6 separate regions of the Mus musculus genome follow, and all the other regions are linked to region 6. Evidence: chromatin contacts called from public Hi-C and promoter capture Hi-C data. All regions are on one chromosome and are shown on one strand. Each heading gives the region's core, a stretch centred on a gene start, on an enhancer-like site or on the middle of the called end of the contact. The rest is flanking DNA. Distances are from core to core; before and after follow the strand shown. Region 1 holds the start of Diras2 (DIRAS family, GTP-binding RAS-like 2). Region 2 holds the start of Syk (spleen tyrosine kinase). Region 3 has its middle 29 kb from the start of 9430083A17Rik. Region 4 overlaps Syk (spleen tyrosine kinase). Region 5 has its middle 10 kb from the start of Gm33168. Region 6 holds the start of Cks2 (CDC28 protein kinase regulatory subunit 2).

Evidence for each region. Promoter capture Hi-C pulls out the DNA fragments that hold promoters and counts their contacts. A called contact is a pair of places that touch in the nucleus more often than the background predicts.
Region 1: a contact with region 6 is called in a promoter capture Hi-C map of the HPC-7 cell line, with 3 times the contacts expected there. The contact joins the promoter of Diras2 here to the promoter of Cks2 in region 6. A contact is called at or near these places in 8 of 39 promoter capture datasets (the 3T3-L1 cell line, the HPC-7 cell line, cranial neural crest and 5 more) and 1 of 115 datasets of contacts at active chromatin or transcription factors (large pre-B cells).
Region 2: a contact with region 6 is called in a promoter capture Hi-C map of neutrophils. The contact joins the promoter of Syk here to the promoter of Cks2 in region 6. A contact is called at or near these places in 9 of 39 promoter capture datasets (the C10 cell line, the HPC-7 cell line, HPC-7-derived erythroid cells and 5 more), 3 of 115 datasets of contacts at active chromatin or transcription factors (the 230-238 cell line, large pre-B cells and pro-B cells) and 3 of 9 other capture datasets (adipose tissue, liver and macrophages).
Region 3: a Hi-C map of liver shows a contact between it and region 6, with 3 times the contacts expected there. The contact joins the enhancer-like site here to the promoter of Cks2 in region 6. A contact is called at or near these places in 2 of 39 promoter capture datasets (cranial neural crest and liver), 1 of 484 Hi-C or Micro-C datasets (liver) and 5 of 115 datasets of contacts at active chromatin or transcription factors (embryonic limb bud, embryonic stem cells, epiblast stem cells and 2 more).
Region 4: a promoter capture Hi-C map of neutrophils shows a contact between it and region 6, with 6 times the contacts expected there. The contact joins the enhancer-like site here to the promoter of Cks2 in region 6. A contact is called at or near these places in 9 of 39 promoter capture datasets (the 3T3-L1 cell line, the C10 cell line, the HPC-7 cell line and 5 more), 2 of 484 Hi-C or Micro-C datasets (myeloid progenitors and stem cell-derived neural stem cells), 4 of 115 datasets of contacts at active chromatin or transcription factors (T-cell acute lymphoblastic leukemia, bone marrow-derived macrophages, large pre-B cells and 1 more) and 2 of 9 other capture datasets (liver and macrophages).
Region 5: a contact with region 6 is called in a promoter capture Hi-C map of the HPC-7 cell line. The contact joins the enhancer-like site here to the promoter of Cks2 in region 6. A contact is called at or near these places in 5 of 39 promoter capture datasets (the C10 cell line, the HPC-7 cell line, HPC-7-derived erythroid cells and 2 more) and 6 of 115 datasets of contacts at active chromatin or transcription factors (the 230-238 cell line, astrocytes, bone marrow-derived macrophages and 2 more).

The regions. Positions count from the first base shown.
Region 1 is chr13:52,529,106-52,532,492 of GRCm38.p6, forward strand. It overlaps Diras2 (DIRAS family, GTP-binding RAS-like 2), which reads right to left and starts at 1,731. Exons shown (of 2, transcript NM_001024474.2): 1 at 1,315-1,731.
Region 2 is chr13:52,595,080-52,598,701 of GRCm38.p6, forward strand. It overlaps Syk (spleen tyrosine kinase), which reads left to right and starts at 1,803. Exons shown (of 14, transcript NM_011518.2): 1 at 1,803-1,975.
Region 3 is chr13:51,070,192-51,073,560 of GRCm38.p6, forward strand. No RefSeq gene overlaps it. Among named protein-coding and RNA genes, the nearest start is that of 9430083A17Rik, 29 kb to the right of the region's middle. Within about 2 kb of position 1,345, at least 104 of the 459 cell types and tissues checked have an H3K27ac peak or open chromatin away from gene starts, as enhancers often do. A contact at or near this core is called in epiblast stem cells and liver, where this site is marked.
Region 4 is chr13:52,617,770-52,621,441 of GRCm38.p6, forward strand. Syk (spleen tyrosine kinase) reads left to right here. Exons shown (of 14, transcript NM_011518.2): 4 at 3,032-3,170. Among named protein-coding and RNA genes, the nearest start is that of Syk, 23 kb to the left of the region's middle. Within about 2 kb of position 1,947, at least 28 of the 459 cell types and tissues checked have an H3K27ac peak or open chromatin away from gene starts, as enhancers often do. A contact at or near this core is called in the HPC-7 cell line, bone marrow-derived macrophages, myeloid progenitors and 1 more, where this site is marked.
Region 5 is chr13:52,559,571-52,563,194 of GRCm38.p6, forward strand. No RefSeq gene overlaps it. Among named protein-coding and RNA genes, the nearest start is that of Gm33168, 10 kb to the left of the region's middle. Within about 2 kb of position 1,406, at least 5 of the 459 cell types and tissues checked have an H3K27ac peak or open chromatin away from gene starts, as enhancers often do. A contact at or near this core is called in the HPC-7 cell line, where this site is marked.
Region 6 is chr13:51,643,474-51,646,813 of GRCm38.p6, forward strand. Cks2 (CDC28 protein kinase regulatory subunit 2) reads left to right here and starts at 1,759. Exons shown (of 3, transcript NM_025415.3): 1 at 1,759-1,998. The coding sequence starts at 1,940.

The DNA of each region.
Region 1 (3,387 bases), core at 481-2,980, 890 kb after region 6:
CTTGCCTGGGTTCTCCAGGGACAGCCACCTGCACTAAATGTAAAATCTTCAGTCAAACGGACCTCCTACCTGTACCACCTTCTGTTTCTCTGATATATTTGGGATGGGGGTGCGGGGGGTGTTGTGTCTTCTTGTGCTCAGGGCCCTCTCCAGTTCGAAGGGCACAGATAAAACTGAATAGTTTGCAATTTTAGGCAACAACAATTTCTTTTTTTAAAGTATGATTCCCATACAAATTTGTTAAATTTATTCTAATTTTATTCCCTTTTCTCTACCACCCACTCCACCTCCTCGAACCCAAATGCCAGTGGGAAAGAACACATCTAGACTGATCTGAGATCTAAAATACTTCAGCTTTTTTGCTGTTACTTAGAAAATAGTCATTTAAAATAATATTTTATGGGTTTTTTTTTCTTTTAAGCAAATCACAAAACTTCTGCTAGTATAAACTAGTATGCACGGGGGCCCGATTAAAAGCTAACAAGAACCAAAATGTGAAATGAATTCCTAAACAAGGCTGGCTGGGCACGGATTCCTCCACCCAAGTTATACTGTGTTCCACCTTTGAAGGCATGGAACAACCGAGATGTGTGGTGTCCAGTTCCAAAGATCCCCCAACCCCAAAGAATATGAACTGGGACATGGAATCGCAAAGCAGGGTGGGGAAGTCCAACCCTTGGGCAGCCAGCTGTCATTGTCCTCTGATGGAGACCCACGTTCTTCTGCCTGGACTAGATGCTGAGACTTGCCTGAGCTCCCACCGGGAGAAGAAGGGGAGTCCCGTGGATATCCCAAGCCTGGTCTTTAAAATAGGAAATGAGACATTGGGGCGGGTCCCTTTCCAGAGCGTTAAGTCTAGAGGTTGGGATCCAAACATCAGGAATCCCCTAGCCATTTCTTCTTGGCTCTGAATGTTTCTTTCTCTAGCTGTACCTCTTTAGGAGACTTTTCCTAAATCGATGGAATCTTCCGCATTCATTAGAATACCTGCAGTCAAAGAATTTCCCCAACCGCAACTCCTGTTAGGACGGGATCCCTAATCTTGGGTAAGACCCTGAGGTTTTGCCCCTTCAAAGCAATGTTAGGTGTTCAGTCTAACGTTCTCCCAACTGAGCTATGGCTTCGTCCTCGCCCTCCCCTCCTGGAAGGATGCAGGATGAGGCTGGCTGGTCCCCCTCTCCAAGTCCTGGGATACATACTGATCTTCAGCCCCAGAGAGTAATCCTGCTCCTCTGGCTCCCAGGACTGGCCAAAAGCGCCGGGCACCCGCGAGCTGTATCCAGCTCCAGCCGAGAGCCGTGGTGGCTTGCTTACCTGGGGAGAGCCGGCTCAGAGCCGCAGGTCTCCAGGCGCAGCTCCGGGACCCGCTGCGCGCAGCGCGATGCGGTGGCTGCTGAGGCGGAGTGCGCGCTGCTCCCGCCTGATGACGCTGTCAGCTGCCCTGCGCCCCGCACCGCCCTGTGCACCGCACCCCCAGTGCAATGTCCAGAGCCCTGCACCTCCAGTGCAACGCCCAATGCAACGTCCTGCCCCCTGTGCTGCCCCTCTCTGTCTGCCCCTCTCTGCCTTATGCACCCGCCCGAGCTCTCTGCACAGCCTTACAACCTCCAGCACCGCTCCCTGCACCGCCCGCACGCGCGCCTGGCCCTGTGCAGTCCTCCCACGCGGTGCTCTCTGGCTCTAGCCTCCCGGCCTCCGGCTCCACCCTCCTCAAGCTCCTGCAAGCACAGTGGTTGCTCGTTGCGGTGGCCTGCTTTTCACCGGGAGCCTTCAGCTGCCCTCTACCGAAAGCTTCTGGAATAGATGACAAGAGACTAGAATTTTCTGAAAATTAAATGAATCAAAAATCATTCCGTTGAAAGGACAGTGGATTCCTGTGTTTAAAACTATGCTCCTACCCTAGTGTACTTAATCACTGCTTACCACGCAATAAGACTTGGTCACTGGGCAAGGTTTCTGTTCCTGTAGCTGTGACAAAAACAAGCTAAGGAAAACTGGGTTTGCTCTGGCTCATAGTTCAGAGTAAAAAAGCAAAGCAGGAAAAAAAAAATCTTGAAATGGCTGATCACATCGCATCGGTAATCAGAACTTAGACGACTGTGGAAGCACGCTGCTACCGAGATCAATTTGTATAGTCCAGGATCCTGTACCCAGGAATGGTCTAGCCCACAGTCAAGACCGGCCTTTGCACAACACTTAAGTAATCAAGATAATCTCTCCTCCCACAAGCCTGAGGCCCGTCTCCAGGTGACTCTAGATTCTGTCAAGTCGACAATAGTAGTCACATGTGCTAAATCACAAGACAGCCTGTCACTTAGAGGTGCCAAGAAATTCCCTGCCTGAAAGGCAACCATACTACAAGAATTCAAGCGTTTTAACAGGACAGGGCTCTGACATCACCTCTTTGGGTAAGCTTGGGGGACCACGCTGCTCAGCAGCTTTTCATGACCATTTCAAAGAATTAACAGAGAGAGAGAGAGAGAGAGAGAGAGAGAGAGAGAGAGAGAGAGAGAGAGAGAGAGAGAGAGAGAGAGAGAGAGAATATGCTGTACTGACATTTTGTAAGCGCTGGACAGGAACATCTACCTATATCATACTTGCACTCTATGGCTGGAGGAAACTCTTTTTTTCTTTTTTTATCCTTATCTTTGTCCTTTGGTGATGTGGTAAAAGAATTACAAAATGGGGCCTGTATCTTCTAAATTAGGCTTAGCTTACAGATTCTGTAAGCTATAATATAGTCACTTTTCTGTTTGGGTAAGTTCTGGAGTCCTGTAATTTCAGAGGATATAATCCTTTGAAGTTGGTTTGCAAAGCAAATCTCTGCCCTGCTATTCACAGGAAACATGTTTGTTTGTTTGTTTGTTTGTTTTGAAATCTTACCTAAGATATGCTTTCACTATTTACAGTTAAGATAACATCTTTGTTCCTTAGTTCAGCTTGACTCTGGCCTTAGTGCTATGGCTACTAAAATAAGAAGGGAGTAGACCATTTTTAACAAGGCCATTTGAGAGTGGCCTTCACAAATGTAGCCCTACTTTGAATATGCCTGTGAGCAGGAAGTCCACATGTCCACAGTCTCTCCATTATGAAGGTCTGTGTATGACTGTGGAGATGACTCAGTTGCTACAGGACTTGGGGAGCACACACAAGAATCCGAGCTTGATCCCATGCATGCAAAAAAAAAAAAAAAAATTAACATTTTGACATTCTTGTAATCCCAGAGTTGTAGAGCCAGAGACAGTATTAGGGGACAGCTCGCTCCATTTTTTTTCTTCCTTTTCCTAGTTAAACATAATGTTAGAACTTGATTTATTTGTATACTGTTCCCTAACTGTGTGTTTTTCTCTAATCATGTCCTAACATGAAGGCCACCTTGTCTTTTTT
Region 2 (3,622 bases), core at 553-3,052, 950 kb after region 6:
AAACCTCTACATTGGAGAGGAGTCTGGGAAACAGTTACATAATAACAAAAGGGTCAGATACCCAAGGAGACATAGCAACCTAGCCATGTATACACAGATCAGCAGGACAGCAAAATGCATAAGGGAAACCCTGACAAAATGGAAGACAAAAAAGGACAAAGCCACTATTGTGGTCTGGAATGCCAGTTCCTCTCTTTCTATAACTGATAGCTCAAAAGAAAATTAATAGCCATGATGAGACCAGAGCAACACTGTCAACCAGCCTGACATTTGTAAGACATTGACTCTAACAACCAAAGTAGGCATTCCTCTCAAGCACTCAAGGAATATTTACCAAAATAAAGTACCTGCTTGGAAAACCCACTAAGCTTACATTTAAAAAGCCACGTAAATTGTTTTTTAGAACACAACAAAATCAAACCATATATCCATAACAAAAAAAAGTATCTGGAAAGCGAATAATGGGCTTTTATATAACCTGTGAGTTGATAAAAGTCTCAAAAGAACTCTTAAAATATTTTACCTAGCATACAGATGAGAATTCAAGGCCCTGGAGGATTAGCTCAACAACCGGGTGCACTTGTTGTTCTTGCAGAGGACCCGTGTTCAATTCCCAGCACCCCACTGACAGCTCACACTGTCTGTAACTCCATTCTCAAGGTATCGGCTGTCCTCTTCTGACAACCATAGGTACTAAGCACATGCATGATACACATACACATATGTAGGCAAAATGCTCATATACATAAAATAATGATATTTTTTAAAAAATAAAATATGCTATACCAACATTTTTCAAATGATGCTAAAAGTAGTGCTTAGAAAGAAATCCCGAACACTAGGCCCACTGCTATAACAAAATCCTTGAGACTGAGTGCTTTATAAAGAAAGGGAGTTTAGTTTGGCTCGCAGTTTAGGGCTTAAAAGCCCAAGTTCAGGCTGCCACGTCAGGTGAGCCCCTTACATGGCATGACATCCTGGCAGATGGCACCACATGGTGGAAGGCTGTGATGAATCATGGTTGTGGATGGGACCAAATTGGTGGGATGACCTTGCTTGATAACAATTCACTGTCAAAGTAACTAACTCAGTTCACTGAGACTTAACTTAGTCCTCTGAGATAGCCATTAGTCTTTTCCAAGGCTGGTGCCTCAGTGAACTCGCTCCCTTGTACCTCAGAACCCACCTCTCAAAGGTTATGACACTCGAATGTGCCACACCTTAGCCAAGCTCCCAGCACATGAACCCTGGAGCGGCATACCCAAACCCCGATGATGTAGAAGATAAAGAGAGCTGTGTCAACTCAGTCACCTATAGTTTTAGGCAAGGATGTGCTCTCACTATAGGAAATTAAGTTTTATAAGAATTATCAAGAATTACAGTACATTAAGCCTAGGCCACGATGGTCAAAGGAGGTAACATGGTAAACTCTGAAGCCAAAAATAGGAAACTAAACAAAAATGAAGAAAACCTACTTGGAGCCTTTAAAATGATCAACAGAATTAGTAAATCGTCAAACATGATATACAGTAATATAATGAGAAGAAAAATTGACATACCCTAAGCTTGGCACACAGTTTTAGCCAGGTTGTGTAGCTTAGGTCTAAGAATCAGCGTGACAATCCTGGTCAAGAATCGCCAAGATCCTCCTCCACTGGCAGGTGTTTGTTTGGGATCCCTGCCTTCTGACTGTAACTTCATTTTGACTATGAAATTATCAAGCACCACCCCCCCCCAACACACACACACCCTCTTACTTCTGCTTTCTGGCTTGTCTTGCTTGCTGACACTTTGAGGAAAAGCCACTTCCCTAGTTACAGACACCACTTAACAGCAGGAAACCTCCACTTGCTCTCCTCTGCCTTCTCTCCATTGCAGCCATTCCCATTTTCAAGACTGCCAGTCTGGTCCTTTCAACGTTCCATGCTGCCTGGTGCCCGGGAGCCCAGGCCTTCTGTGACTCCAGGACAGGAAGGTAAGTCAGATCTGTAGCAATCAATAATGGCGACCTCATGGCTCTCTGCACCATGGGTGGGCATTAGAGAGCACGCCAGTATCCGAGTATGTGCTTTCCTGGCCGATACCGTCCCCTGGGCTACATCATGCCCTGGCTGACATTCGTTCATCTTGAGCTATGGAGTTGATAATTACTGCAGTTCTCACATGGCAGAGACATCTTTCTTCCCTGAGCACATAGCCGGTACTTTCTTTAAGCACTGGGGTTAATTCGTGTCTTTAGATACAGCTGTGAAGTCTCGGGAGTAACTCCACTGTAATTTCCTGGAATATTTCATAGTCAGGAATTTCAGAGAAACCAAGATTTCCTTGAGCAGGTGTGACAGGTCCTTTGTGTCGAATGTGGGTCATTTGGTTTCTCTAGAGGCCTTGAGGACCCTGTACATATTGTCCTTGTGAGGTGGGCAGATGGGGAAGTAAAAATAGAGCCTAGACAGCAGCAGCTTCAGCCAGGCCCCCACGGCCTACTGAAATGGAGTTTGTTGGGCACAGCGTTCACTGTGGCCTCAACCCCAGCCACCCAGCTGGGATTCCCTGGGATGGGACTTGGGGTGGGAACCAGAAGAATACTGTCACTTGGCTCTCCACCTATCCTGAGTACTTTGTCCCAAGATGATGGCAGGAAAAATCAGGAGACAGTCTTATCAGGAAATGTCTGCAACTTGGTCGGTTGTTGGTATTTTATGTGTGAGTGTATTTGTGTATATGTACATAGCTGTACATATGGTGTCTGTGTGGTGGAGAGAGAGATGTATATGTATATATGTATGGTGTATGTGTGTGTTGTGTGTATATACACCTGTATGTATGTATGTATGTATGTATGTATGTATGTATGGTGTGTATATATGTGTATATATATATATCTTGATGCGTATGTGTGTGGTGTGTGTGTGTTGTATGCATATATGTATATACCTTTATGTGTATGTGTGTATGGTGTGTGTGTGTGGTATATATATATATATATATATATATATCTTTATGTATATGTGTGTGTGGTATACATATGTATGTGTATATACCTTTATGTGTATGTATTGTGGTGTATGTTGTACTTATATATGTGTATATACCTTTATGTGTGGTGTATGTGTATGTGTGTGTGTGATATATACATATACATATACATATACATATACATATACATATACATATACATATACATATACATATACATACTTTTATGTATGGTATATTTATGTATGTCTGTGTATGTGTGTTTGTGTGTGTGTGTGTGTGTGTGTGTGTGAGAGAGAGAGAGAGAGAGAGAGAGATGGGGGACACAGAGACAGAGAGACAGAGAGCTGTCATGTGCATGCTGTGGTACACACGTGGAGGTCAGAAGACAACTCTGAGTGAGTGTTCACCTCTTTGTTATTCTGTGCTGCATATATAAGCTGCCTGGCCCGTGAGCTTCAGGGAATTCTCCTGTCTCTACCTCCCAGCTTACAGTACAGTGCTGGGATTAATGATAAGTGCTTCCACAAACATGGGGAGTGGTTTGGACGGCTGTCCTTGCTTGGTTTCTCTGCTGTGCAAGGGACTATTCAAGAACATTTGCTCTGCCTGCCTGCCTGCCAGGCTAGGGGGAATATGGTCTATG
Region 3 (3,369 bases), core at 95-2,594, 570 kb before region 6:
GTTAACAGTGGCTCCACTTGGCCCTGGTGATTGTGACTCAGTGGTAGAGTACTTGCTTAGCATGCATAAGGTCCTGGCTCTGTCTCCACCACTGCAGAAAGACAAATATCTACTTTAAAACCGAGTGATGGGGATGTACAGTTGGTAGGGAGCTTGTGGCATAATCAAGATGTGGTGCCCTCCTGCCACCCCAGCATTCTAGGACTGGTGGCAGAAACGTGAGAGAAGTTCAAGGTCTTCTTGAGCTACCTCGCAAGTCTGAAGCTAGCCTGGGCAGTATAAGACCCAGTCTGAAAACAAAAGCCAACTAACCAACCCCAAACAGCCCCTCCCCTTGTTCCTTCTGCAGGTGGCTGGACAGCTGTATCTTCCACAAAGAGGAGGGACCCAAGGAAGCAAGAGTAAATAGAGAAGAGACTATCACCATAGTGACCAGCTTTGTTTTTTAGATAGAGTCTTACTGTGGAGCCTTGGCTCTCCTGGAACTCACTATATAAATCAGGCCAGTCTCAAACTCACAGAGATCTCTCTGCCCTTGCCTCTTGAGTTCTGGGATTAAAGGCATGTAGCACCACGCCCAGCTTCTCCTAACTTCATCTGGGTGTCTCTGTCACAGCTAAGTGTGCTGGTGTCTGCATCTCCATGCGCTCCCATTATGGTGCATCTGTACCTTGGGTTTTTCTGGGAACATTCCAAAACCACCTTAGATGAGCACTGTTCTCAGTCACACTTGACTCAGGATGCTTACAATATATGTATTTAGATAGACAGATACATAGATGATAGATATATGCATGTATAATAGATTAGTTAGTTACCTAATTGTGTGTGTGTGTGTGTGTGTGTGTGTGTGTGTGTGTGTGTGTGCAGGTACCCTCAGAGGCCAGAAGAAGGGATAGGATACCTGAAGCTGCAATTAGAGGCTTCTGTGAGATGCCCAACCTGGCTGCTGGGAACTGAACTGGGGTCCTCCAGAGTCATCTCTCCAGTCTCAGGATGGCTAGAACTTATGCCGAACTGAGAACAGCAACTGTGAAGACGTAGCTGCTCTTGAAAGATAAGCAACAGGAAAGGGGCCTTCTTCCAAGGAGGGTTCCAAAGACCTAAGCAGCTAGCCTTTCCGGAACTTTCTGTTGTGGTTTGAATGTAAAATGTCCCCTATAGGCTCATAAATTTGGATTCTTAGTCCCCAGGGTTTTGAAAAGTTGTGGAACCTTTAAAAGGGCGGAGCTTCATCGGAGGAAGTAGTTTAGTGATTTTGCCTTTCGATTTGTTAGCCTAGGCCCGGTCCCTGTCTGTCCTCTGCTTTCTGAACGCAGACACAGCGTAACCAGATGCTTCGTGCTCCTCTGACCTCTGGACACATGCTTTACCACGTGCATGCATGCCTACACTCTGGACACAACACACACACACACACACACACACACACACACACCCCAGAGACAGAAAGTCACAGAGACACAGAGAGATTTAATAAAAGGAAACCCATTAAGCGATAAGCTGGACCAGCAGTGAAAGTAGGAGCCTTATAGTCTAGTAGTTTCCACATTTACAACGTTAGGATCTGGGAAATGGAGAGAAGCTGGGGATACAGCTCAGCGACAGACAGGATATGTGTCAAGCATGCGAGAAGGCCTGGTCTTGAGTCCCAACACCCCAAACAAGCTGGGGCCAGACAAGTTAAATATTTATCAAGCCTTTTGGGAACTCACATCCATGCTTGGCAAATGCTTGGAAGGAAGCCCAGTCACCTAGAATTCGTTTCTGAATGAGTAACTGCGAGATGGTCTTTATCCAAAAAGGAACATCTGGATGCTTGACCGCACTTTGTTCTGTTTCAGACCAATCTGGCATTTGTAGCTCTGTCCCCTCCCGACACACACCCAAGACTATGGTTTTAAAACGAAAGCTGTGCCTCTTCCACAGCTGCCTCCTCTTCTTCTTCCCCTTTTCTTCTTTTTCCTTGACAGTTGGGCTCTCTGTCCCCATCTCTGAGGTCAAGAGGAAGTGACACTCGCCAAAATGTGAATGTGTGAGTTAGCCTCACCAGAGATAGCCATGCCTAGGATGTATGAGCATGTGAGCTCCACCTTAGCCATCATGTTAAATCCATCCATCATCCATACATATGTAATATATATATATATATGTATATGTGCCTATGTGTATATATGTACATATGTCCATCCATCCATCTATCCATACATATATCCATCCATCTGCACATACATACCTTTAGTCCATATATTTATATTCTGCTTTGTGTTTTTTTTTGTTTTTTTGTTTTGTTTTTGCCATGCAGGGCAAATGAACCTGAGTATTCTCCTGCTGCAGTCTTATTCTGAACTCTATATCCAGCGCTTTCAAGCACTGACACAAACCGCGTGTTACGTAAACACTGTAATTCACTTCTCCCCATACATTGTCTTTCATATTTGGAAGCTATTTTCTACAGAACTCTATTCCATTTGTTTAGCTGTGGCGATCACGTGTTTCCATGTGCAGTTTATGGTCTTGTCAATGGGGACAGCTCAGAAGTCTTCTGCCCTACCTCCATAGCATCGACAGTGTCTATCAAAGCTCCTTGGAGACTGGGGCTGCAGCTCAGTTGGTACAGTGCTTATCTATCATGCTGGAGGGCCTGGATTTCAATCTTAGCACTGCATAAAAACAAGCATGGTGGTACATGGAAGAGGCTGGAGGATCAAGAGTCCAAGGCTATCCTCAGTTACATGGCAAGTTCAAGACCAACCTGGACTCCCCGAGACCCTATTTCAGAGAGGGCAAATGGAATCCCTCTTCACTGGTAGTGGGGATTCCGTTAGTCAAACACGGGCTGAGAAGCCTCCCAGAGAAGGCCACTCACCAGCAGTACACAGTGTAATTTGCTTGCGCAGTGATTGATCTTCCTTAGCGCTGAGCACTGAGTGCCGGGACTCTGCGGAGACTGAAATCAGTGTCAATATTTGCACCTTTCGCTCTAGTGCGCACTGCTTTGCTTAATTGACCGATATGCATTGCTGGCAGCACTCGGATGGTGGATTATGAAAGTAACATTGACCTCTATCTGATTTGTGCTGGTGCAGGAATCAACCCAGATTTTTCTTTCTTTCTTGTCTTTCTCTTTGCAAAAGACTTGATTTTTTTTTTTGTCCCCCAAGGGGGAACAGTTGGAAAACTCTTTCCCATGTAATAACTCTCAAACACAGAAAATAGCTGAGTCAGGTGAAATAATATTTCCATGTCCACATGCTGGCAGCCTAAGCTCCAGGACATGATGTGCAGAGTACATGCACACACACACACACACACACACACACACACACGCACGCGCGCACATGGACACATGGACACATGGACACAACT
Region 4 (3,672 bases), core at 697-3,196, 970 kb after region 6:
TGGCTTGCTTGTTTGTTTTTGTTTTTCTTTGGTGGTGGTGGTGGGGGAGGGTTTCAAGACAGGGTTTCTCTGTGAAGCCCTGGCTGTCCTGGAACTCACTCTGTAGACCAGGCTGGCCTTGAACTCAGAGATCCGCCTGCCTCTGCCTCCCGAGTGCTGGGATCAAAGGCGTGCGCCACCACTGCTTGGCTTGTTTGTTTGCTTTAATAGGGATTCTAAAGGTTGAACTCAGATCATCCTGGTTGCAAGACAAGCACTTTTCCTACTGCACCCTCTCCACAGTGCAGGGAGAGATGATTGTGGAAGATGTTTCAGAAGACGCATGGGTAGAGAACACAAGTTTGGCATGCCTCAGATCTGGTTTGCTTTAGGGACCGATCTTGCTTTCAGGATCTGCACAGACAACACCCAGTGTTGCTACTTCAAGGTGTTGGCAGGCACAGCGTTTCTGTACCAAATGTCACTTATTCCAGGATCCCTGTCTCCTGTTTTCCTAGCCTTCTTGGAAAGGCTACTGTGCATTCTTAGCTCTGAGCAATGATCATTTTCCCACCTATTATTCCCCTCTCTCTTCACCTCTCTTTCCTTCCCCTCCTCTTCCCCCGCCCATCTTCCATCCTCTCTCCTCCTGCCCATTCAGACATTTTCCCTCCCCTTTCAACTCTGACCCCATCACAGATGCCCCTGGACGATAGCCACAGAGACTGAGTGGTACTCAGGCTGGAGTGAACCTGCTGTCCTGCTCTCTCTGTATCAGATGCAGACCGCATCCCTAGAGTTTTACACACCGAAGCCTTCAGTATCTCATTATCTCCCAGGCCCTCCACTCACTGCCTGGTCTCACCACCACCCACACATTCTTTTACCCTGGAGGGCACACAAAGGTAGAGAAGAGGGTTAAGCCCTTCCAGCAAAAGTCACACCCTCCTCTCTCACATCTATGAGGGGCAAGTTCAAGGTCTGTCTGCCGAGCATGCACGTACATACACATACACATTTCCTCCTACTACTTACCGAACTTCCCTCTCCTTACCGCTCCTCTTACCCTCCCCCTTACCCTCCCTCTCCTCCTCCTCTCTCTCTCCCCTTACCTTCCCACTTCCCCTTCTTCCCCCTCCTTTCTTTCTCTCTCTCTCTCTCTCTCTCTCTCTCTCTCTCTCTCTCTCTCTCTCTCTCTCTCTCTGTATTCTATGCCTACTTATGTGTGTTGATGTGCATGCCCATGCATGCAAATGCAGATGCCCAAGGAAGATTTCCAGAATCTTCCTCTATCACTTCCCACTTATTCTTCTGAAACAGGGTCTCTCTCTGAGCAGAGGCTCACTGCCTCAGCTGGGCTGGTCAGCCTGGGAGCTCATAGCATTTGTCTCTCTCCAACCTCCGTCGCTGGGCTTACAGGCACATGTGAAGATGTCCAGCCTGATTTACCGCAAGTGTTCTCACCCACTGAACCATATCCCAGCCCCTTACACGTGTGTGTGTGTGTGTGTGTGTGTGTGTTTTCACACATTGTCCTTTCTGCAAGCCAGCACACATTGTGAATGGTTTCCCTAGAAAACAGGCTCAACCCTTTATTCATATATGGTGTTTTATTGTGTGACTGGGCGTTACCCAATGACCAACCAGGCTTTTATCAGCCACATAGTCATCCCAAAGGAGTTGGCACCTCAGGGTGCTCGTGACTGACTGTAGGAGGGAGGAGGTGTTTCCACAGTGGTGAAATTTCAAAACACAAATCTACGATGGCGGAGAAGGGTCTTTCACCCTTCACCAGCTTCTCTGAGCTTCAAGCAGGGGCCTGGAGGGAGCCCTGGCCACTCTGCCAGGCAAGCGCCATTTCAAAAGAAATCATTCGTAAAGTTGCAACCTCCTCCTACTTTGAGGAGATGGGTATGGCAGGAGAAAGGGAAGTGAGGTCACTTCCGGTCCCAAGGCCCAGCTCAGCCTGGACTGTGGCTGTGGCCTTGATGTTGTGTGCTTGGAGAAAGCTGTACAAACCACCCCAGTTTACAGACACCCTTCTCCAGGCTGCTGGGACTTGATTGAGCTCTTCCCAAGTCCAGTGCATTTATGCTGGATGCTCTGAAAATTCATCTTCCTTCCTTTAGCAAATGCAGAGGCCACAGAGGCCTCAGGGACTCCCAGACCGCAGATGTCCCACGGACTCGCCCTTCCCCAGATCTCATGATTAGAACGCATGAGTTGCTGGAAAGGCGGCGAATAGCATGGCCTCAGAGGAATGAGGCTCTGAACTGGGAGAGTCACACCTCCTATTGCCATGCCAGCCAGATCTCACCTTCTCCGGGGCCTTCCTAAGTACTGATTCCTCCTATGATGTCAGGACTGCCTTGTGCCTGTGTCTCGAGGTTCAAGGGTGCACCTGTATGTTGTCACTCGCCATGGGGGCCTGAAGTCCTACATGTAGCTCCTGGTACCAGTGGAACAATGAAGTCTCATTCACCTACAGACGCCTCAGGCCTTGGGCTGTCTCTGTTGGCTCATGCCACGTGGCTATCATTCCCGTCTCAGGTGGGGGATGCTACCTGCTAATGTCAAACAATGTCTTAAACCCGGCCTTGGCACTGAAGAGAAAGGGAAGAAGACCATAGGAGTAGAAGAGTTCATAACCTCCTTTGTGTGCTCCAGAAAGTTCTGTTAACAAGCTCATTAGACTCCTCACCTGTCCTTCACCTGAGTCTAGGGGCTTCACAGACACCCCAAAGCCTGTGCCTGTGGCCCTGAGCCACACCCCCCCAAGCTCTTTCACTGATCTCCAAAGCGCCATGGCCCTGCTGGATCTTTGCCATAGTCCATCTCCAACCCTTGGCGTTTCCCTCTGGCTAACTCGCTGGCTCTGGTACAGAGCCCTCCTGTCATCTCGAGGTCTGGGTGCTGCGTGCCCACCACCTGCCCATTTGCTGGTGCTGGAGAGCACCTGCTGCCCACCAGGGCCACCAACTGTAGTGACGGTACTGCTTCCTAGGTCAAAAGGTCGCAGTAGGGGTAATATGGTGTGTGCTCTCTCTCGCAGGATCAGGGCCAGAGACAACAGCGGCTCCTATGCTCTGTGCCTGCTGCACGAAGGGAAAGTATTGCACTACCGCATTGACAGGGACAAGACCGGGAAGCTCTCCATTCCTGAGGGGAAGAAGTTTGACACCCTCTGGCAGGTATGTCTCTGTCTCTCTGTCTCTCTCTCTCTGGACTCACTTCTGTGTGTCTCTGTATCTCTCTCTCTTTGTCTGTCTGCCTCTCTCTCTGTCTCTCTAGACTCTTTCTTTCTCTGGACTCTCTTCTCTGTCTCTCCCTGTCTGTCTCTGTCTCTCTCTGTCTCTCCCTCCCTCCTGGAGGGCACAATGCAGACCCACTGGGATGCTAGTTCCAAAACTCTTAGGAACAAGAGGAGGAACGAGGCTATCTGTCCCATACCCTCCATCAACCCACTTTCTGATTTCTAGAAGACTTGTGTGAGAAATGTTCACACAGACCGTCATCAAGTCAATGAAGCCACAAACAGGCTCCGTCACCTGGTTAGAGCCATAAGTTCCTGGTGCCTCAAGATCATGTATTTTAGGGCAGCATTAAGAATTTGACAGAAGGCCATGCCATCAGGGACTGGAATAACATGTGCATGCATGCACACACACACACACACACACACACACACACACA
Region 5 (3,624 bases), core at 156-2,655, 920 kb after region 6:
AGACTGCCTACACATGTTCCAGTCAAGGACACTGAAGGGAAGCCCCATGAGACAGTTGTTCATAATCAAGTCACACAGAGCAACCAGGAGGTGCCCAGCAAGCTTCTTGGCTCTCCCTTTTGCAAGGAAGGCTAAATGTTGTATACTATTCATGTAGAGACAAGACGGAAGAAAGGCTGTTTTGCTAATGGAGGAGAGTTATTGATAATTAGGATCAACAAATTATCAAATGATGTAACACAGTACTTTCTGAAGCACTTGCATTTACACAGATAAGAGCTCAAGAGGAAAGTCCAAGTGTGGATGGATAGAGCAGGTTCAGGACTGTGTTCATCAAGCACCGCCATCTTTCCTGGATCAACAGCAGTCTCAGAGACAGTCACTGCACAGCGGGCCAAGGACTCTAGTTAAATACCAGTGTCTGCATTCTCTACTGATGGATTCCTCTCTGTAAGGACTCCAGCTCTCCCTTGGAGCTACAGTTGTGCACTAAGATATTTAGATTGCATCTTCTGTTTCTTCCTGCAGATAGACATCCTGTCTTTAAAAGCATACAGGATATCTCGCTGGAAATGTGCAGCATAGAGAGATGGGATACATGACACATACCTATAGCCGTAGCACCGAGGAGGTAGCACCTGCAGCATCAGGGGTACAAGACTGGCCTGGGATGCAGAGTGAGTTCAGATCAGCCTGACATCAATAAAACCCTATCTCAGAAAACAAAAACAACAAAGAAGGAAGGAAGGAAGGTGTTATAGGACTTTTCCAGGAGGGACACTAGCAAATATCTGCATAACCCTGATAGAGCATCAACAACAGAGCAGAGACAAGTCACTGAAGTCCAGCTTGGCGAGCTGATGAGTTGACTGGTGACTTCAAGGCAACTGCATCACCACAAGCCCTTCAAGGCTGGGGTGACAACTCACCAAAGCTGCATCTCCTCAGAGCCACTGTGTGCCCCTTTCTGTCTTTTCTGTCTGACTGTGGCATCAACAACAATCCGTTTACGCCAAAGGACAATCCATCACCAAGCCCCCTTATCCTAAACTTGAAACTTTTTAGTTATCTCTCTTTTGTTTACGGCACACAGAGAAATACATTGCTGTATTCTCTGAAAGTTGCTGAAGGAAGAGCCCAGATTCAGATATTATTGCAAAGACAAGGAGTGTTTATTCTGCAGAAACAACCTGCATGCAGGGGTCAACCACTCTTCAAAATGGTGACCCTAGACAAAGGCACACAGGGAATTAGGGGAATATTCTAGAAGGACTAGGTCATCTAAAGTTTCATTGGTGGATGCTAGGGGTTACAAGGGTCAGCTTCTGATCGGTTTGTGCCAGGGGGTCAGTGGTCTGCATTCCTGTGTCATGAACGTTTAACCACAGGACGTGATGGGACTACCCATCCTGAGATAAGATATTTCCCCGTTTTTTTGTGGTTATCCCCAGGCTGTTCTTTGGAAGGGGGTTTCTGACCTTGTTGCTGGGTTTTATGGTCTGTCCCTGGAGCTGGTCCAGCCTTATGGCCTTCCTTTTGAAATCAGGCCTGGGCCTTAAGTGGAAACAAATGAGGTTTGTGTCTTCCTTTCCAAAGCTTGCCCAGATTCCGACTGTTACCGTTTGCCACAGGCCGGAATGCCTATAGTCCTGTTATGGAGAAAGGAAATGTAAAGCAGAGATCTCTGACAAGCATATATGCCTGCCATTCCGCAGGCACTGCAGCCTTACTAGAGATCTCATAGCCGATGTTCACCTGTTTAACAATGTTCCTGGAAAAGAAACCCATAGCGGTACTTGGATGGAGGGTTTTAAGGCACCTTATTTAAAGGCATTTTGATTAACATGAAGCATTTTACACCATCTCATTTTCTGTCACCCTTGGATGCTCAAAGCGCGGATGAAACACAATCCGTCGGCTTCTGTCAGCCGACCGTGTTTGCCAAGCAGCACTACTTTTGCTTTCTCTGCGCATTGACCCATGCCACAGCTGGGTGGGTGTTTTCCAGGGCAACACCAGTTTGCAAAGCTCCTCCATTTTGGTTGGACTGTAACACTTCATGGAACAGAAGGAACTTGGTTCCCAGAACCAAAGCAACTCATTTCTCTATATCCCTGCCTCCCACACCAACATAATCAAGTCTCAGTAACGAAGGCCAAGAGAGAGGCTGATCCAGCACTGTGACTTTCATTAGCTCACTGCCCCCTGGTGACCCCCTTCCCACCCACCTTGCAATAAAATCTGCAATAAGGAATGTCTACTCTCCTTGGAGTGGGCATAACTCTTCTTAGATCCCCTGCCTGCCATGCTGCTGGCTGCTTGTCTGTCTATGACACAACAATCTTAATAAGCCTATTAGCCAAAAAAAAAAAAAAAAAAAAAAAAAAAAAAATTTCTCTAGGTCTTCCTCCTTGAACACTAAAACCCCAAACCTTTCAGTGGATGAAGCCTGCATTTCATTAAATTATTAGGAAGAGGGGGAGGAGGAGAAGAAGAAGGGGGAGAAAGAACTTCAGAGTTGAGTCCCCAAGTTTACAAGTTTCCTCAGTCTGTCAAACATGAAAATTGGAATTTGTCACAAGAGATCTCAAGCTTTTCCTCACTGTATCCCACTGGGGCAGCTGCTGAGTCACTTGGCAGAGAGAGCAATCTCTTTATTGTAAAGCTTTCTCAACCACAGAAGCCCACTCTTAACTTTTTATATTTTTGTTATTCAAATCCATGCAGCAGGCAGACAGGAAGTATTTACTCGCTGAAATGCATACAATTTGCATAGCAAAGAAATGGCAGCCTTTCCATTATCATAACAATACAGAATCGTTCTGCCCGGAGCCAGCGGAGTATGAATATAGCAGCCAGGGGCACTTTGTACAGTCAGTTAATTAGGAGCTGCTCAGATGTCTGGGCTAGTCTGAGGCAATGCTCTGCTTTTCCAGAAGCAATGTAGTTTACCAGATTTATTCAGGGACTTATTCCCAAAAGGTTTTAATACAAAAGCACCACTGACAACAGTGAGTCCCACCCAACTCAGGTTGAAGGATTACTAAAGGAAACCCTCCTGGTCAAAAGAACGGAATCTACCTATGAATAGAGAGAGACATAGATAACCCATTTGGGCTGTCACTCACCTAGCCAAGGGACATTCCCACAGAAGGCTGAATCTGCTTAAGCCATGTTAAGGAGATGGAAGGAATAGTTATCCCTTTAATGAGATACATAGATAGATAGATAGATAGATAGATAGATAGATAGATAGATAGAGATAATGTGCCTTCGAAGGATCTTTGTTTTCTAGGTAGTCACTATAGAGCTACTACACAGAGCAGAAAGAGGCTTCTCCAACCTATATTAAGAAAAGGCATTGATCTAGCGACATAAATAAATATTTAGGAGGCGTTTGACAATATGGGACCTATGTTTTTATCTTATTTGCCCTCATTGGTTGTGTACACACCTGCACAATGCTCTTCCTTTATGCACAGAGCTGTGCGAATGCACCTCCTGGACCTCCTTATGATCTCATTGATGGAAGAGATTCTTGCTTCATCTTTTAAACCTGGATAGAGATGACCTCCATCGACCATCATCACTTCAGAGGGCCCAAAATAATACTGATAGCTATGG
Region 6 (3,340 bases), core at 509-3,008:
ACGGCTGGCTGGTATATTTTTTAAGAACCTCATTATTGAGTATCCACCATGCACAGGGACTCTACTGTGCTCTAGACATGGATAATAAACAAAGTAAGTATGCTCTCTACATTCACTGCATGGAGAATAAATAGTGCAGGGAAACAATGTGTAAGCCAATGTCCGTTCTGGTGAGCAGGAGATCTAAAGGATTCCCTATCAGTGGAGACTTGGAAAGCAGGGCACTTTCTCTAGATCAGCTGTTCTCAATCTACTAGACTCCCATGGGAGCTGAGTATCAGAGATTTACAATTCATAACAGTGGCAAAATTATAGTTATGAAGTAGCAACAAAATATTATAAAGTTAAGGATCACCACTTGCATCAAAGGGCTGCAGCATCAGGAAGGTTGAGAACCACTGCTTAGATAGTAATTAAAGATCTTTCAGAACAGAACTCATACCTCCATATTATTTGTGTTATAGAGTGTATGCTTACATCCTCCTATTTACATGTTGAAATTTTAATCCCACCTGTTGTCTCACGTGATAATATCGGTAGGCAATTAGCACCTTTATTATTTTAGTGCTAAAAATAACTTTAAAGTTGTGCAAGAAGTCAGACGATCTTGTGTTCTCTTTAACTGAGGGCCAAGTGAAGTCGGGAAACCTGTCGTTAAAAGATTGCAGGCACCTGATTACCCAACTCTATAAAAAAATAAAATTGTAGTTACATGCTGACTTCCGTTTTTATTATTTTAGACAGGATCACACTTTGCTATCCTACCATCTGTTAAAGATATTAGGCTGAAGCTGGACGGTGATGGGGCATCCACTTTTAATCCCAGCACTGGGGAGGCAGGGGCAGGAGGATCGCTGAGTTTGAGGCCAGCTTGGTGTACAGAGCGAGTTCCAGGATAGCCAGGGCTACACAGAGAAACTCTGTCTCAAAAACAAAACAAAACAAAACAAAACAAAAAACAGCCGGGCGGTGGTGGCGCACGCCTTTAATCCCAGCATTTGGGAGGCAGAGGCAAATGGATTTCTGAGTTCGAGGCCAGCCTGGTTTACAGAGTGAGTTCCAGGACAGCCAGAGCTACACAGGAAAAGCCAGTCTCCGAAAAAACAAAAACCAAACCAAACTAAAAAAAAAAAAGGAGGAGGGAGGGGTGTTGACCTGGCATTGGAGTACAGGGATTAAAGGTGTGGGCCAGTACGCCCAGCTGCCGTGGGTTACTTTGTTATCCTAACAGCCACACCAGAGCAATTCATCCACTGCAACAAATCGCAAAAATATTAAAAGAAAAATGACACCTGCTCATTGTAGAAAATGGTTGTTATATGTAACTTGCTGCACGAAACCACGACTTAACACCCTTTCAACTTCCTTTTACATGAGCACATCTTTTTAAGATGGGACTAGCTCGCAGCCAAGCGTAATTAGCGTTGCCATCAGGGGCAGCGGAGGGCACCTTACCCTCTGGAACGCTCCGCAGCTGGACTTCCCTGACCACAGAGACCGCCCCCCAGGCGTCTCGTGCCGCTCCGGCCCCCAGAGCCCCGGATACCTCATCTCGTGTCCGCCCACCACCCAACGGTTCTGCCCCCAGGCACGTTCTAAACCACTGCGCACGCGCTGCGAGGCACTTAACGACTCGGCTCCGCCCTTCTCAATATCTCTTGGGGTCGCCGGGCGCTCCTCGCTGAATCGTTAGCCAATCCTTACTCCCGCCCTCGCAATCTTGCAACAGGCTTCTGATTGGTTACCTGTCCTCGAGGTCTGCGCGGAGCGTGATTGGTTGGTGGCTTCGCCCAATCGGCGGAGGGCTGTCGGATTCAAATCCAGAGCGTTGGGCCTGCGGTCGTTGGCCTCATTCGAGTCGTTGCGTCGGCCCTAGGCGGACGTAGAGCCCCTTGCGCCCGGTTTCCTGATCCCGCTTACTCCTCTGCGCGCCGGCAGGATGGCCCACAAGCAGATCTACTACTCAGACAAGTACTTCGATGAGCACTACGAGTACCGGTGAGGAGCGCCTGCGGAGGAGGGCCGCGCTGGGAGGTCAGACCTGGTGGTCGGGACTCGGACCCCCTTAGAGGCCTCCGTCCGTCCGGGCAGCCTTGCTTTGTGTAGTGTTGCGGGGATCGCAGGAGATGGGGAGTCGTTAGATGGGTGGGCAGCGCCTAGTCTGGGAGTTCACGACCGCAAACCGCACTGGCCCGGACTGGCCGGGAGGGGAAGTCCCCGGAAACGCACCCGACGGGCATTATCGAGTGTCTGATGGGTAACGGCTCCAGACGCTGTAACACGGGGCGTTGTTAAAGGGCTTCAAGATCAAATTGAAAACTCGAGATTGCCTTCGGAAGGATTGGGGTGGTGGTGGCTACGTTACCTTCAACTGCTAGTCCATATTGGCCACGTTTGGGGCTTTTGAGGAAGTTTTGAGTTTTAAATCCTGAGATGCGCAGGAAGGTAGTACCTACGTTAATATAATTAGCAAATGGGATTGTGGAAAGTAAGGGAGGATTGTAGTTAACTTTATTGTATCCCTTATGACTTGGGGTGTGGTTTCAAAGGCCTTTCCGTCGCTGGGTTCTTCTGGGTTGGGATTAGAGCGTTGCATTCTGGGACACAGTCAAGGACTCCAGGTGGGTAAAACCTGTTCCTCCCTTGGGCAAATAGTGACCTTGTTTTCTGTTTGCTGCCCTTTTAGGTTAGTGTCCAGAATGCTGTTTGAGGGATGAGACACTTTTTAAAAGAGTGGCTTCACCGCCCCACCCCCCATTCTCTCAGTCCGCTAGTGTAGAAGTCTTCACAGCCAGAAAACTTTTTCCAGGCTGTTTGACGATGCACTAATGCTATAAACTTGAATGTTCTTAAGTAGGGAAGTCTCATGGGTTTTTTTTTTCCCCCTTACTAAAAAATTTAAATACATAACAGTCTTTACATAGTAATTACAAACTTCACAATGGTAACCATGTGATAATTGGCTTAATATTTGGTCGTTATAGTAACTCAGAACTTGGTTTGGAAATATCCAAAAATGACCGAAAGTAATTGTACTGTCTTTCTAAATTAGGCAAATAATTATTTGGATGGAAATGTTTAGCATATGGGTTTATATACATTTCTTTAGTTGTCAAAGTGAGATAGTTTTAGTTTCTAAACTTGGAGTATATAAGTTGTGCGTGTTTTGGGGAGCAACTGCTGGTCTGTCTTAAGTATTTTACTCCAATATAAAGTAGGAGCTAGTTTATTACCCACTGGAATCCAGAGGTCAAAAAAAGTGTTTTATTTTGAAACATGAAGTGTTTAAGCTTGCTGTTCTGCCTTAGCAGTTGCTGAGATGGTGGGTGTGTTGCCACAC